2 separate regions of the Sus scrofa genome follow, and region 2 is linked to region 1. A link is a contact called in public promoter capture Hi-C data. All regions are on one chromosome and are shown on one strand. Each heading gives the region's core, a stretch centred on a gene start, on an enhancer-like site or on the middle of the called end of the contact. The rest is flanking DNA. Distances are from core to core; before and after follow the strand shown.

Evidence for each region. Promoter capture Hi-C pulls out the DNA fragments that hold promoters and counts their contacts.
Region 2: a contact with region 1 is called in a promoter capture Hi-C map of liver, with 4 times the contacts expected there. The contact joins the promoter of GOLT1A here to the promoter of ETNK2 in region 1. A contact is called at or near these places in 2 of 5 promoter capture datasets (both in liver), 22 of 47 Hi-C or Micro-C datasets (alveolar macrophages, brain, embryonic fibroblasts and 12 more) and 1 of 2 datasets of contacts at active chromatin or transcription factors (skeletal muscle).

Annotation. Positions count from the first base shown.
Region 1 is chr9:64,805,240-64,811,708 of Sscrofa11.1, forward strand. ETNK2 (ethanolamine kinase 2) reads right to left here and starts at 1,877. Exons shown (of 7, transcript XR_002335783.1): 1 at 1,383-1,877. It overlaps REN (renin), which reads right to left. Exons shown (of 10, transcript XM_021063211.1): 7 at 6,053-6,172; 8 at 5,544-5,688; 9 at 5,187-5,285; 10 at 3,904-4,260. The coding sequence ends at 4,099.
Region 2 is chr9:64,848,109-64,855,547 of Sscrofa11.1, forward strand. It overlaps GOLT1A (vesicle transport protein GOT1A), which reads right to left and starts at 5,545. Exons shown (of 4, transcript XM_021063213.1): 1 at 5,398-5,545. The coding sequence starts at 5,422.

The sequences.
Region 1 (6,469 bases), core at 627-3,126:
TGGTGGGCAGAAACCCCCTCCCCATCTTCACTCTCCTATCGGGCCCTGAAAGAATGTGGCAGAGGAGGGCCGGGAGTAGCCCAGGATGGATACAGCCTGACCCAACTAGCCTCTCACTGCCCTACAGGCAGAGGGCTCCTTGCTGTGTCTCTTGCCCCACCCAGCAGCAGGGGCACAGGAGGGGACTGAGGTGGGCACCCACCCCAGGGCTTTGATGGTCAGAGTTCCTTAGGGCCAGAAGAGATAGTAGATCCTGGGCTGGGAGAGCTGGCTCTCTGGGTAGGGTGAGAAGGAGAAATGAGCCAAGGAATTTACAGAGCACAGTGTGACAGAGCTGTAAGGTGCCTTAGAGGACATCTGAACCAATAAAAGGTGGGGAAACTGAGGCCCAGAGAGAGGAGGGACTGGAAGACAGCATGTTAGGCCAGTGCTGGAATTAACGTCAGTCCTACTTAATGCCCTGACAGTTTTATACCAAAGCGGTCTTTTATTTAGAAACGTTACCCACCCTCCCCTCCTCTAAGAAGGGTCTGTCAGCCTCCACACTTGGTTCTGACCCTTGCCTTTCCCCACCCAGAAAGGCCCACCAGCATGGAGCTCCTCCCACTCCAGCAGAAGCTGCAGGTGCCCATTCCCGGCTGCTTCCTCCACAGGCAGCTCCTAGAGAGGATGGGGCAGATGAAGGCTCTTTAGAAAGGAGGCAGTTCATCTAGGGAGTCAGCCTGAGGCTCCTCAAGGGGAGGCTCTGTTCACGTCTATGTCCCTGAGAATGTGCCCAGCAGAACAGGGAGGTGCCTTGTAACGGGGGAGTGGTGTTGCTGAGCCAGAACCACCCCCCCACCCCCTCTACCACCGCCAAGCGCCAGGGCTGGGGGCTAGCCCGGAATTTCACAGGGTGGCTCCTGGGACCAGGAGAAGCAGCTCAGAGCCTGGAGGCTTGGTTCCCACCATAGGGTGGAGAAGGTGCAGCGATGTGTGTCGGAGTGTTGGGGGGATGCCCTTAAAAGTTCCTGCCTCCGCAGGTTTCAGAGCCAGCTGGGAACACGCTTCTGGGCAGCGAGGGGCACCAGCACGCAGCGACAGGGGGTGGGTCCCGCACGCGCAATGTGCTGACAGTGGGCAGGTGGACCTCCGGAGTGCCTGAGAGCCCCAAGAGGAGAGAGCTGTGTGGAGGGCCGAGGAAGGTAGGAGCCTAGCTTTGCTTAGGGACCAAAATAGATAAAGAAAGAAACACACACACAAACCACCATTTCACCCCTCTCCTGAGCAGCAGTCGCGCACCCCTGGGACGGACACCCGGAAGGATGCAGGGACAGAGGTCCATGCATCCCCACACCAGCCCCGGCGGGGCCCCATCCCGGGCCTCGCGCCCACTCGGCTACCTTGGTCCGAACTTGCTCGGGCTTCCAATGCGGTCGCAGCTCCCGGATGAGGCGCAGGGCGCCGGGGAGGATGTCGTTGTGGTCCACGGATATGCCAAAGCACGGGACGGCGGCGGCCCTCGGGGGCCCGGCGGCTCCCGGCAGCCCGCGCCGGCCGCCGCCTTCTCCTCCATGCCCCATGAGCACTGTGGGCAAGGCGCCTGCCTCCTCAGGTAAAAGGGCGAGCACGGCAGGGGAGCCGAAGGGGGCACAGCCATTCCCTGCAGCCCCACCCCCTCGGAGCCGCCGCGCGGACGCTAGCCCCCGCGGGGGGGCCCAGCGCGGGAGTGGGAGTGGTAGAGGAGGGGCCAGGGGAACTCCATGACTCGGGAGCCAGCGGCCCGCTTCAATCGCCGCCCTGCAGCCGGGCGCCCCAAGCCGACCCGGGAACGCCAGGGCCAGCCGCGATTGTGACATCACGGGCGGCGGGTCGCAGGAACGCCCCCTCCCCGCCCCGGGCGGAGGGCCGCGGGGGTGAGCCTCCCGCCACAGAGGGCAGCCGCGGCCGCCGCTACCTGGAGCGTTGGGCGGGGTGACGCCCCCGGGGAGGCCGTGACGTAGGGGGCGTGGTCGGGGGGCGTGGTCGGCGCGGCCCGCCCCCCCACCTGGGTCTCTGGGCTGCCCAGCAGTCCTGGCCTCACCCGCGGGCTTCTGAGCGGGGGAGGTGGCCGCCCCCCTTCCAGCTCTTCTGGGTCAGCTCCCCCTGGGTAGCCTGGGGCAGGGCCTGGGGAAGGCTCTTCTTGCACGCCTACTCCTTCCTGGAGTGTGGCCACTGGCTGCTCCCAAGAGGTCAGTTTGGGCTGGACTACCTGTGCCCCAGCTTCCTGCCCCCAATCGCCAGAATCCTGGAAGAGGTTCTGTGGGAGCGGCCCCTGCTGCATCTGGAAAGTCTTTTCCGACGGAGAGGGGACGTTGGGGAAGCATTTTGGGGTGGGTGTGCCAATGGTGACCTCACCAGCCACCAGCTCGCATAGGAGAGCTCTCACTGCACCTGTTTCCTATTTCCTCATGTTATCTCTCTGACCTATTCAGAACCCCTTAACCACAAGGCCCCAGTTCTGCCTAGCGGAACTTCTGTGATGATGGCAATGTGCTATAACTATGCTGTCCACAAGCCGCATATGACTATCCAGCACTTGAAATGTGGCTAATGTGACATTTGATTTAATTTTACACTTAATGTAAATAGTCATATATGGTTGTCGTATTGAACAGGGTAGGAGATGATGGGGGGGTTCTGCCCACTTAAGGTCATGGAACCCTAGGATGTTGAGCTGGAAAGGATGCTGACTCCAACCATTTCTTTCTGCAGTGAGGAAATTAAGCCAAGCAGGCAAACAAAACTCAGAGAATCATGCTCTCGGCTCTGCACAGAATGCTGTGGATGAGAGAACGATGCCCTAGAGGTGCTCTGGGGCCCCGTATAATCCCTAGAGTCTGTGATCCTAGATGTGTGAGGTTTGATGGGACCTGGGTTAGCAGTCAAAAGAGGGGTGAGCAGCTATGTGATGAGGACCTGCATCAGTGGCTTCAGGTGGATGCTGTCTTTCATTCCTGAAGCTACACATCCCCTGCAGACAGTCCAAGGGGTGCGGGTGGGAGAAGACCACCTGTTGAGTCCCATGTCTGTGAGATGGAGGGTGGCAGTGCATACGTGTGTGTGCTTGTGCACCTCTGAACCCGTATGTGTAAGGTGGGAAACCCCCAGGACTGGAGTCAAATGGGCAGTGTGCTAGTCTCTCTCTTTTTTTAGGGCCACACCCATGGCCTATGGGAATTCCCAGCCAAGGGGTTTTCCTGGAGCTGCAGCTGCCAGCCTATGCCACAACCACAGCAACGCCAGATCCGAACTGCGTCTGCAACCTACGCCACAGCTCATGGCAACGCTGGATCCTCAACCCACTGAGCGAGGCCAGGGATCGAACCTGCGTCTTCATGGATATTAGTTGAATTCATTACTGCTGAGCCACAACAGGAACTCTGCAGTGTGCTCGTCTTGATTTTGCACACTTTACTGAACAATCTTGGCCAAATGCTTTCATTCTCCAAGCTTCAGTTTCTCCTCATGTAAAAAGGGAGTGTCAGTAGGATCTCTGGTGGTCTACATTTTCAGGTGTTGGCACCTTAGACTGCCTGTGGAAATGACTATGTGGGGCAGGGGGTTGCAGTGCCTGAGTGCAGAGCCTGAGCTTGAAGCTGGTTCCATGAGCTGGGAGCATATTCCTGACCCACGGTCCTCTGCCACAGCGCTAGCCCTGGTCCTTGAGGGGCTGGCTGTCTGCAAACTTCCCATCCAAGGTTGTGTAAACAACTCCATTTGGGCCCCAGTGATGTTGGACAGATGGCATCAGCCCTGCACGCAGGAACCTGCACGCGTGAGTGAATGTGTAGTTTGTCATTCTGTCACGTTTCTGTCTGCACATGATCTCACGGCTGTGCCTCCCTCTGTTACAAATTGCCGTGAAGCCAGGTGCCATGAGGCTGTGAACATGAAGTTTTTATTTGTCCTCAAAGCAGGAAGAGCCGATGCTGGGGGCAGGACACACATCCAGGAGGTGCTCCAAGCCCTGTGCCCCTGAGTAAGGACACAAGCATAGGCAGGGTGGGGATGGGTCACAGAGAGTGATGTAGCTCTGGGCTAGGGCCGAGCGCAGGGCCTGCAAGGCAGCAGTGGGCCTCAGCGGGCCAGGGCAAAGCCAATGCGATTGTTACGTCGATCAAACTCCGTGTAGAACTTTCGGATGAAGCTGGCACCAAGGACCCAGACGGGTCCAGTGGGCGGTGGAACGTCCAGACCGTGGAGGGCCAGTGTGCACAGATCATCGTTATTGTAGGGGTCCTGGCGGGAAGCAAGAGAGTTTCCCCACCATTTAAATAAATAAATAAAGTGGGGAAGTTCCCATTGTGGCGCAGTGATTAACGAATCCGACTAGGAACCATGAGTTTGCGGGTTCGGTCCCTGGCCTTGCTCAGTGGGTTAATGATCCAGCGTTGCAGTGAGCTGTGGTGTAGGTTGCAGACTCGGCTCGGATCCTGCGTTGCTGTGGCTCCGGTTCGACCCCTAGCCTGGGAACCTCTATATGCCGCGGGAGCGGCCCAAGAAATAGCAAAAAGACAAAAAAAAAATAATAATAATAATTAAAAAAAAATAAAGTGAATAAAGGTATAGGAGCATAGTATTACTGGGGGAATTTGATGAGAAAATGAAGCTCAGGAAACGAGCATCATTTAGGAGTGATTCCTAAATGTGACTGCACATTAGAATCACCTGAGTTTTGAAAACACTGGTGCTCAGGAACCACTCCCAGAGGTAACAATAGGTACGGGGTGGGGCTTTTTACTGGGATATTTATTTATTTATTTATTGTCTCTTTTGCCTTTTCTAGGGTCGCTCTTGCAGCATATGGAGGTTCCCATGCTAGGGGTCTCGTCGGAGCTGTAGCCGCCGGCCTACGCCACAGCCACAGCAACACGGGATCCGAGCCGAGTCTGCGACATACACCACAGCTCACGGCAACACTGAATCCTTAACCCGCTGAGCAAGGGCAGGGATTGAACTGCAACCTCATGGTTCCTAGTCGGATTCATTAACCACTGAGCCACAATAGGAACTCCTTTACTGGGATTTTTAAAAGCTCCCAGGTGATTAATGTGTAGCCAAGAACCGCTGGTCTAGTCTATATTGTGTACATAATGACATGTCTCTTTTTGAGGGCCCCTGCCCACCCTTCCTCCCTGTTGCCCAGGGGCAGACGGGAGCCTCACCTGTAAGACGTAGTCCGCACTGGTGAGCGTGTAGGCTCTGCCTCCGAGATGGAAGGAGATGTCGGGGAGTGTGGGCACTTGGTTACAGTTCACAACATACTGGTGGTGGGAAGGGTGAATGGAGCCCCCTTGAGTGTGGGAGGTCCCCTAGTGGACACAGCCCTGTGCTTGTGGCCTGATCCCTCTGCTGGAGAGGGCTGGGCACAGTCCTCTCCCTCCACCCAAGGGACCAAACCACACAGGTGGAGCATGTCAGGGGCAGAGAGGAAGGCCTGAAATAGTCTCATTTGGGACCTCATGCTTCCTGTCTCCACCCCCCACCCCGATCCAGGGCGTCCATCCTCCCTCACTCCTTACTTCATCTGTGCTCAGCTCCTTGGCCCCCAGGGTCTCCATGAGCAGCCTCAGGGAGCTAGTGGGACCTGAGATGTAGGATGCCCCGGTATCCACTACCACCATGCAGCCCTCCTCACAGAGCAAGGTGGCCGACCTCACAGACACCCTGGAGGAGGCCACAGTCAGATAGACAGATGGACAGAGGGCTGATGGGGCACCCCCAGGCTGCATAGCATTCCTGAGTGAGCACAAGTGATTGGGGGGCCATGCTGGTGATGCAGTGAAAGATGGGAAATGCATGCACTGGAGAAGGAAAAGTGCCGCCCCCTCCCTCAGCACATGGCTTAGCTCAGGAGGTCCCCCCTCCCCTCTGACCCACATATGTCAGTGTTCCCATCCCTGCACAAAGCAAGCAGAGAGCAAATGTTGGTTGAGCCTTAAGAAGCGGCTGCTTTAGGAGAGAGGAAAGGATGGTAGCCCCACCCCCAGCAGCAGCAGCATTTGGGGAGCGTGAGGAGGTGATTCCTGACCCTTTCATTTTGATCTGCCAGGAGCCAGTCTTGCTGATGCTCACGTAGTGGAAACTGTCCTGGTAATACTGGGGGTCACTGCCGCCCAGCACAATCTCTCCCCCCAGCAACTGGGAATTCCTAAAAGGAAAATCAGAGGCTCTTGGAGACCCACAAGCTCTGGGACTGAGTGATGTCAGCAGCAAGGGAAGTTGGGCACCGGTGCAGGTGAGGCAGAGGAAGGGGGGACGGATAGCAAGGCTGGGAAGCTGTAGAACATACGGCATCTCCGCCTTTCTTGCCCGTCCCCAAGCCCAATCAGAGGTAGTTCCAGGATAATCCAGCTGCACCCAATAAGGCATCCCCAGAGAGGTCATAGAGAAGGAAGAAGCACTAGGGCAGTGAGTAGAATGCAAACAAGATGGAAATCAGCCCCAC
Region 2 (7,439 bases), core at 4,295-6,794, 47 kb after region 1:
CACAGCAATGCTAGACCCTTAGCCCACTGAGCAAGGCCAAGGATTGAATCCGTGTCCTCATGGTTCATAACCCTCTGAGCCACAGTGGGAACTCCCCTTCTCTTTTTAAAATCAATATCAAATAGACAGAAAAGTTGCAAGGACAGTACAAAGAATTTTTTTTTCCTGAACCATTTGAAAGCAGCTGCCACCGGCTATCTCATCACCCCTGAATACCTGGCTGTGGTTTCCTTTATTCTCCCGTTCAGCCGGGATACAACCTTCAAAGTCATAAGATTGATACATTCCTATCATCCAACCCTCAGACCCCATTCCGGTTTCACCAGTTGTTTCAGTAATATCACTGACAGCCATTGCATGTGTCATTTGGTTGCCATGTCTCTTCAGGTTGTTTCATTTGGAACAATAGTCTCTCCTTGACATGACCTTGACACTTTTGACGATTCAGGCCAGTTTATCCTGCAGCTGTCCTTCTATTTGGGTTTTCTGATGTCTCCTCATGACTAGATTCAGGTTATGCAGAATATCAACAAGAGGCAATGCTGGGTTCTTCTCATGCCATCTACTAGGTGATGCACGATTTCAAGTTGACCTGTTACTCATGTTTCTTTTTTCTTTCTTCATTTTTTATTTTTTGTCTTTTTAGGGCTACATCCTCGGCACACGGAGGTTCCCAGTTTAGGGGTCTAATCGGATCTGTAGTCCCAGCCTATGCCACAGCCACAACAACGCCAGATCCAAGACGTGTCTGCAACCTACACCACCGCTCACGGCAACGCTGGATCTTTAACCCACTGAGTGAGGCCAGGGATCGAACCTCTGTCCTCACCAATGCTCGTTGGGTTCATTTCCACTGAGCTACAATGAGAACTCCTGATGATGTTTCTTTAAGCACTTCATTAAGGGGGAGTCTGCAGGCCCCTCCACCATCAAGCTACCTTCTGGCTTCCACCCCTACCCAGCCAGGATGCCCCCCTCCCCCTGCTCTGGCTCCAGACCAACCCCAGTGTGAACCCTCCACCCACTAGGGCTCTGACACCTGCCCCGGGCACTGCCCTGCTTCCACCTCAAGGCTTTAGATCAAAATTGTTCAGAAAGAGGAAGGAAGGAAATGAGAAGAGACGTCTTGTTTCTTGTTTCAAAATTAACAGTAATTAATAGTAATAATAGCTATCACTCATGAACACGTGGTGCCAGGCAGTCTAAGCACTTGAGACGTATTAGCTCGTTTAAATTTCCCTAACCACCTATGAGTAGCTATGCCATTAGCCCCATTTCGCAAACAGAACTGAAACACTGAGAGGATAAGTGGAGTGTCTCAACCTGTGCCCAGGGGTGCACAGCCAGCAGCTGGCAGGAGTCTGGTGTGAACCCAGCAGTCTGGCTCTAGAGAAAGTACCTTTAACCAATCCGGTCCAGTCCACTTCTGCCCTCACCTCCTCCATAGCCACTGCTCTTGCTTGGGCCTCCTGTCACATCCACCTTCCCAAATGCAGAGGACAGGTGTCACGCCTCATCTATCAGCAGCTGGCCACTCCTGTCTTGAAATATCCTGTCGTGGAGTCCGTGACACCATATTCTTGGTTTTTTCTCGCTCTCCTGGCCACTCTTTCCCAGTCTTCTTTGTCAGCTCCCATTTCCCTCTCTTCCTCTTGGGGGTTTGAATTACTCAGGGCTCCAGCTCAGTTCTTTTCTCATTCTTTTTTTTTTTTTTTTCTTCTTTTTTGACCTTTTGTTGTTGCTGTTCTTTACGTCTTTTTTTTTTTTTTTTTTTTTTTTTTTTTTTTAACGGCCACACTCGTGGCACATGGAGGTTTCCAGGCTAGGAGTCTAATTGGATCTAGAGGTGCCAGCCTACCCCACAGCCACAGCAAAGCCAGATCCGAGCTGTGTCTGAGACCCACACCACAGCTCACAGCAGCGCCGGATCCTTAACCCACTGACAATGGTTCCTAGTCGGATTTGTTTCCGCTGCGCCACAATGGGAATTCCCTCTTCTTTTTTTTGACTTTTTAGGGCCTCACCCAGGGCATATGGAGGTTCCCAGGCTAGGGATCCAATTGGAGCTGCAGCTGCCGGCCTATGCCACAGCCACAGCAACTTCAAATCAGAGCCACATCCATGACCTACACCGTAGCAATGCCAGATCCGTAACCCACTGAGTGAGGCCAAGGATTGAACCCGAATCCTCATGGATACTAGTTGGGTTCTTAACCCGCTGAGCCGCAATGGGAACTCTTCCTTTCTCATTCTAGTTTCACAGGGATTTTCATGGCTTTAAGTATCTCTTGTGTGCTGACAATGTTGATATTTGTCTTTCTAGCCCATGCCTCTCTTTGAGCTTCCAAATTCTTATCCAGCTGCCCACCTGGCATATCTCTTTCTCTGTCCAAGGTGTCTTAAACTCAGCAGGTCCAGACTAAGCTATTGATTTTCCATCCTTAAAGCTGCACTTCACTCGGTTTTCCCCAAACGAAAAAAATGTCATCACCATGAACCCAGCAGCTCAAGGCAGAAGCCCAAGGGGCATCACTGAGTCTATCTCACTGTTCCTGCCATCTCCCTCCTTCATTCAATCCACAGCTGAGTTTTATGGCTTCTTCCTCCCAAATGTCTCATAAAAAAATTTTAAAGTATAGTTGATTTACAATGTTGTATTAATTCCTCTTGTACCAGATGCATCTTGAAAGTTGTCCATTCCTCTCCACTCTTACCACTTAATTCCACTTATCTCCTTCCCGGACTCCTGCAACATTCCCCAGTTAGTCTCTTGCTTCATTCCTGCTAGCCTCTTATCCCTTCTCCTCACCACAGTCAGGGATCTTGGAAAACGTGTAATCCACTCATATTAGCATTGCCTAGAATCTTCCATGGCTTCCCACGGACTTAGACCGACACAGAGTCCTCCCATGCCTGCCTTGGCTTTCAGACCCCACATGATGGGGCTTAGACCTGCTTGTCCAGTTTCATCTCCTGCCCTTATCACCCATGCCTGCCATACCCCAACCACATCACTGTTTCCATGGTGAGCCTTCTTGCCTTGGGGCCTTTGCACATGCTGTTTCTACCCACTTGTTTCCTGCCTAACACACTCTCCTCCTTCAGATCTCAAGGCGGGTGTCAGTTTCTCAGGGATATCTGATCCACTGTGTTTCCTAACTTAAGCTGGTTGCCTCATTTCTCTCTCTTGCAGGACTTCGCACATTCTGCTTAGGACTTAAACACATGTTGGTTTAATAAAACGTGGGCTTGCTACTGGGCTCGCCACTGGGCTCAGCCCTCAGTCCTCTTCTCTTTCTATATTTCTTTCCCCTCAGGTTCCCAACTGGGGGTAGGGTGGGGGAGGTGGCGATTTTGTTCCCCCAAGGACCTTTAGCGACATCCGAAGAGATTTTGAGTCTCACAAGTGGGAGTGAGAGAGTGCTACTGCCATCTAGTGGGCAGAGGCCAGGGATAGCGCTAAAATCCTGTAACAGACAGGACAGACCCCACAACAAAGAAGTATCCTGCCCCCAAATGTCAGTAGTGGGGAGGCTGAGAATCGGTATCCAGGGGACCTTCTGGTTTTGTTTTTGTTTTTGTTTTTTGTCTTTTTGCTTTTTCTAGGGCCGCTCCTGCGGCATATGGAGATTCCCAGGCTAGGGGTCTAATTGGAGCTGTAGCCGCTGGCCTACGCCAGAGCTACAGCAACACAGGATCAGAGCCGAGTCTGCGACCTACACCACAGCTCACGGCAACGCCGGATCCTTAACTCACTGAGCAAGGCCAGGGATCGAACTCACAACCTCATGGATCCTAGTCGGATGCGTTAACTACTGAGCCATAGGAACTCCTGGGACCTTGGGGTTTAAAATGCCCTCTCTATGCTGGCAACTCCCAAATGTCTCTCTCCATTAGAGACTCACATACCCGACTACTGCTTGAACATCAATCTCAACACATCTAAAACCCAACTCCTGCTTTCCCCCTACCCAGCCCTTCCGACTGCACAGGCTGAACATACTGGAGGCATTCTGGACTTCCTTCTCTCACATCTCCCATCCAGTCCATCCATGAATCCTCTCAGCAATCTCCGTAGCGTAGGTCCAGCATTGACTACTTCCCACCAGTCTGCTGCTACCACCCTGCGCCTCTTCCATCATCGCCTCTCCCCTCAGAACCGGTCTCCTTCACCATCTCTTGCCTCCAAACCAGTCTCTCTGTTGCTGACCCCACCCCTCTACAGTCTGTCTATTCTCAATCCAGCATCCAGAGTGACTTTTTAAAAACATAAGCGGATCACATCAGTCCTCTGCACAAAACCCTCCAATGGTTCCCCATCTTATGAAGGTAAAACCAAAATTCTTAGACAGCCTGGCCTCTCCATGACCTTCCTGACTAACCTACCTACTAATCTCCCCTTTCCTCACTTTGCTCCAGCCACACCAGCCTCCTTGTTCTTCAAATACATCAGGTCTGCTAATGCCCCAGGGCCTTTGCACTGGCTGTCCCCTCTTCCTAGAACATTGCCCCCTCCAGAGAGCTGCATGGCTTTGCCTCCTCACTTCCTATGGGTCTCCGTAGAAGAATACCTTCCCAGGGAAGCGTTTCCCTACCACTCTAAACAAAATCTCTCCTAGCCCGCACTCCCAAGCCTCCTCAACTTGTTTTATTTTTTTCCAGAGGACATATCACCATCTGACGTACTACATACTAACGTCTTTATCTGCTCATTACCTGTTGCCTCATTCTGGAACATAAGCAGGGAATATGTCTGTTCCCCTCACTGTTGTATACTCTGTGCCCAACAGAGGAGACACATTTGTTCAGTGAACGAACGAACAGTATCCCTGGTTCACAGATGAGACATTGGCTTTAAGTAACTCACCCAAATGAAACTCACGGAGCTATAGTTCTCACCTGGACCTGGGGACTGCCCTGCCCTCTCTCCTGAGGGGAAAGATACTTAGGGGTAACAACAGTGATTTGGGGAGGGGATTTGGGTTTAGTTTCTGATAAGAAAGGGCCCAGGGTCACAGAAGACCCTAAGAGTTTGTGGGGGAAAGATGTCTAAATAGACAGAGAATCTACCAGGTCTGCCTTTGTGGTATCCCAGGTTTAAGAACCCTGAATGGGTTCCAGCTTGAGTGCTTGAATAGAAACCAGCCTCTGGCTACCTGGGGGTCCTGATCAAGCCCCATCCCCACCTTGTGGAAGGCAGGGAGCCACACCCCGCCCTGGCCCTGCTGCCTGCCTGGAGGATGCCAACACAGCAGCTCCCAGCCACCGGCTCCAGAGGTCGCCTTCCCGGTTCCCCAGAGAAAGGTCCCTGTTGGGAGGGGCTGCTCTCCACCCACTGCAGCCTGGATTCCCAGTTCCAGGCCAGCCGCCTCTACAGCACCGGCCCCTCACACTCACTCTGCCATTCGGTGATGGAGATCATGCTGCAGGCTGCCTGGGGGACCTCCCGGGTGGAAGCTGGCAAGGGGCGAGGAGCAGAGAGGACCGAACTTGTACATGCTCAAGGGAAGCTGACCCTTGGCAAGTTGTGAAATGGGCCTCTGGTAAATCATTAACTCTAGACACACACACACACACACACACACATACACACACACACACACACACACACAGCTGCTTGAAGTCACACCCTCCTTTGCTCCTGGTTCTTCCCAGAGAGCAAAGCTCCCTCCCATGCGCTCCGCCCACCAGGAGAAGGCCCCGCCCACCCGACCCTTTTATCTCCTTCCCCCCACGCCCTGAGGCCGAGTTCAGCTGTTTCCATCTCTTTCGCAAAACTTGGGCTGTTTGTGGAAGAACTGGGGTCTAGGGGCACCTGAATTCCTTACATGGTTTGGTAGAAAGTGGGGGAAGAGTTGGGATCTGTTTCTCTTTGGAAAACTACTAAATTCATCTTGTAAGCAGTTTGCTCGCTTTCTGTTGGTACCCAGGCTAGACGCTAGAGGGCGAAAGAACTGACTAAAACCTGTTTCTGATAGCCTTAAGGGAGGGCCAGGCTCAGTTCCATCTAGGGCAAAAAACGTCCCAAGGGAGTTCGACGTCCTTTCCCCCAGCGGTGTCCAGCTTTGGACTGTGACGTTGAGCTAAAGGAATATGAAAGATGAATTTACGCTTACGGTAGGGCTGGACAATGATTCAGGAAGCTTGGTTCTGGCCCACCTACCTGCTGTGTAGACGTGGCTGCATCCTTTCCTCCCTCCGTGGGCCTGAAAAAAGAGAGGCTGGACAGTTCCCAACGTCAAACCCGCTAGAGCCAGCACCCTCTCTGTAACATCCCCCCTATCCTGCAGTGCAATTCATAGATAATATGACCCATCTACATACACCATTTCAAAATAACTTAAATCTAATTATAATAAAGAAGAAAAAATTATAATAAAACACAACGTCTCTCAATATATAAGTGTTCAGGAAAGACTTACCAGAAGGCATAAATAAAGTAGGCAGATTGCTTGCACCTACTTGTAATAAGTTTGAATTTAAGAGAAATAGAAGAACTTCCCATGGTGGCTCAGTGGTAACCAACCTGACTGGTACCCATGAGGACGAGGATTCAATCCCTGGCTTTGATCAGTGGGTTAAGGATCCTGCGTTGCCATGAGCCATGGTGTATGTTGCAGACACAGGTTGGATCCCAAGTTGCTGTGGCTGTGGCTGTAGCTGTGGCCGGCAGCTGCAGCTCCAATTTGACCACTAGCCCAGGAACTTCCGTATGTGAGGGTGTGGCCCTGAAAAAAAAAAAAAAAAAAAAGAGAAAGAGAAATAGAAGACTAGGGTCATGATATACCACACCCCCCAAAAAAACCCCACCCAAATAACCCCTCTCTCCACACAAGAAAATGAAAGAGGAGGGAATGAACACTAGAATAAAACCTGGTGTTAGATAAGTAATAACAGACCAGATGTACTTGCACAAAAAAAGAGAAAGAGGGAAATAACCTTCAGTGAAGTAGAGATAACAAAACAAGTTAGAGATGGCAAAGTGGAGACAGTGAGGGAACATGATGTGAAGCCTAAATAAATAAATAAATAGGGTTTGATGTATATGTGTATATATATATATATATTTTGTCTGTTTGACTTTTCTAGGCCTGCACCTGTGGCATATGGAGGTTCCCAAGCTAGGGGTCCAATCCGAGCTGTAGCCGCCAGTCTACGCCACAGTCACAGTAATGCCAGGTCCTTAACCCACTGAGCAAGGCCATGGATCGAACCCACAACCTCATGGTTCCTAGTCAGATTCGTTAAACACTGTGCCGCGACGGGAACTCATGATGTATGTGTTATTAAAGTAGCTTCCCGGAGTTTCCATCGTGGTGCAGCGGAAACAATCCAACTAGGAACCATGAGGTTGCAGGTTTGATCCCTGGCCTTGAACAGTGGGTTAAGGATCCAGTGTTGCCATGAGCTGTGGTGAAGGTTGCAGATGCAACTCGAAT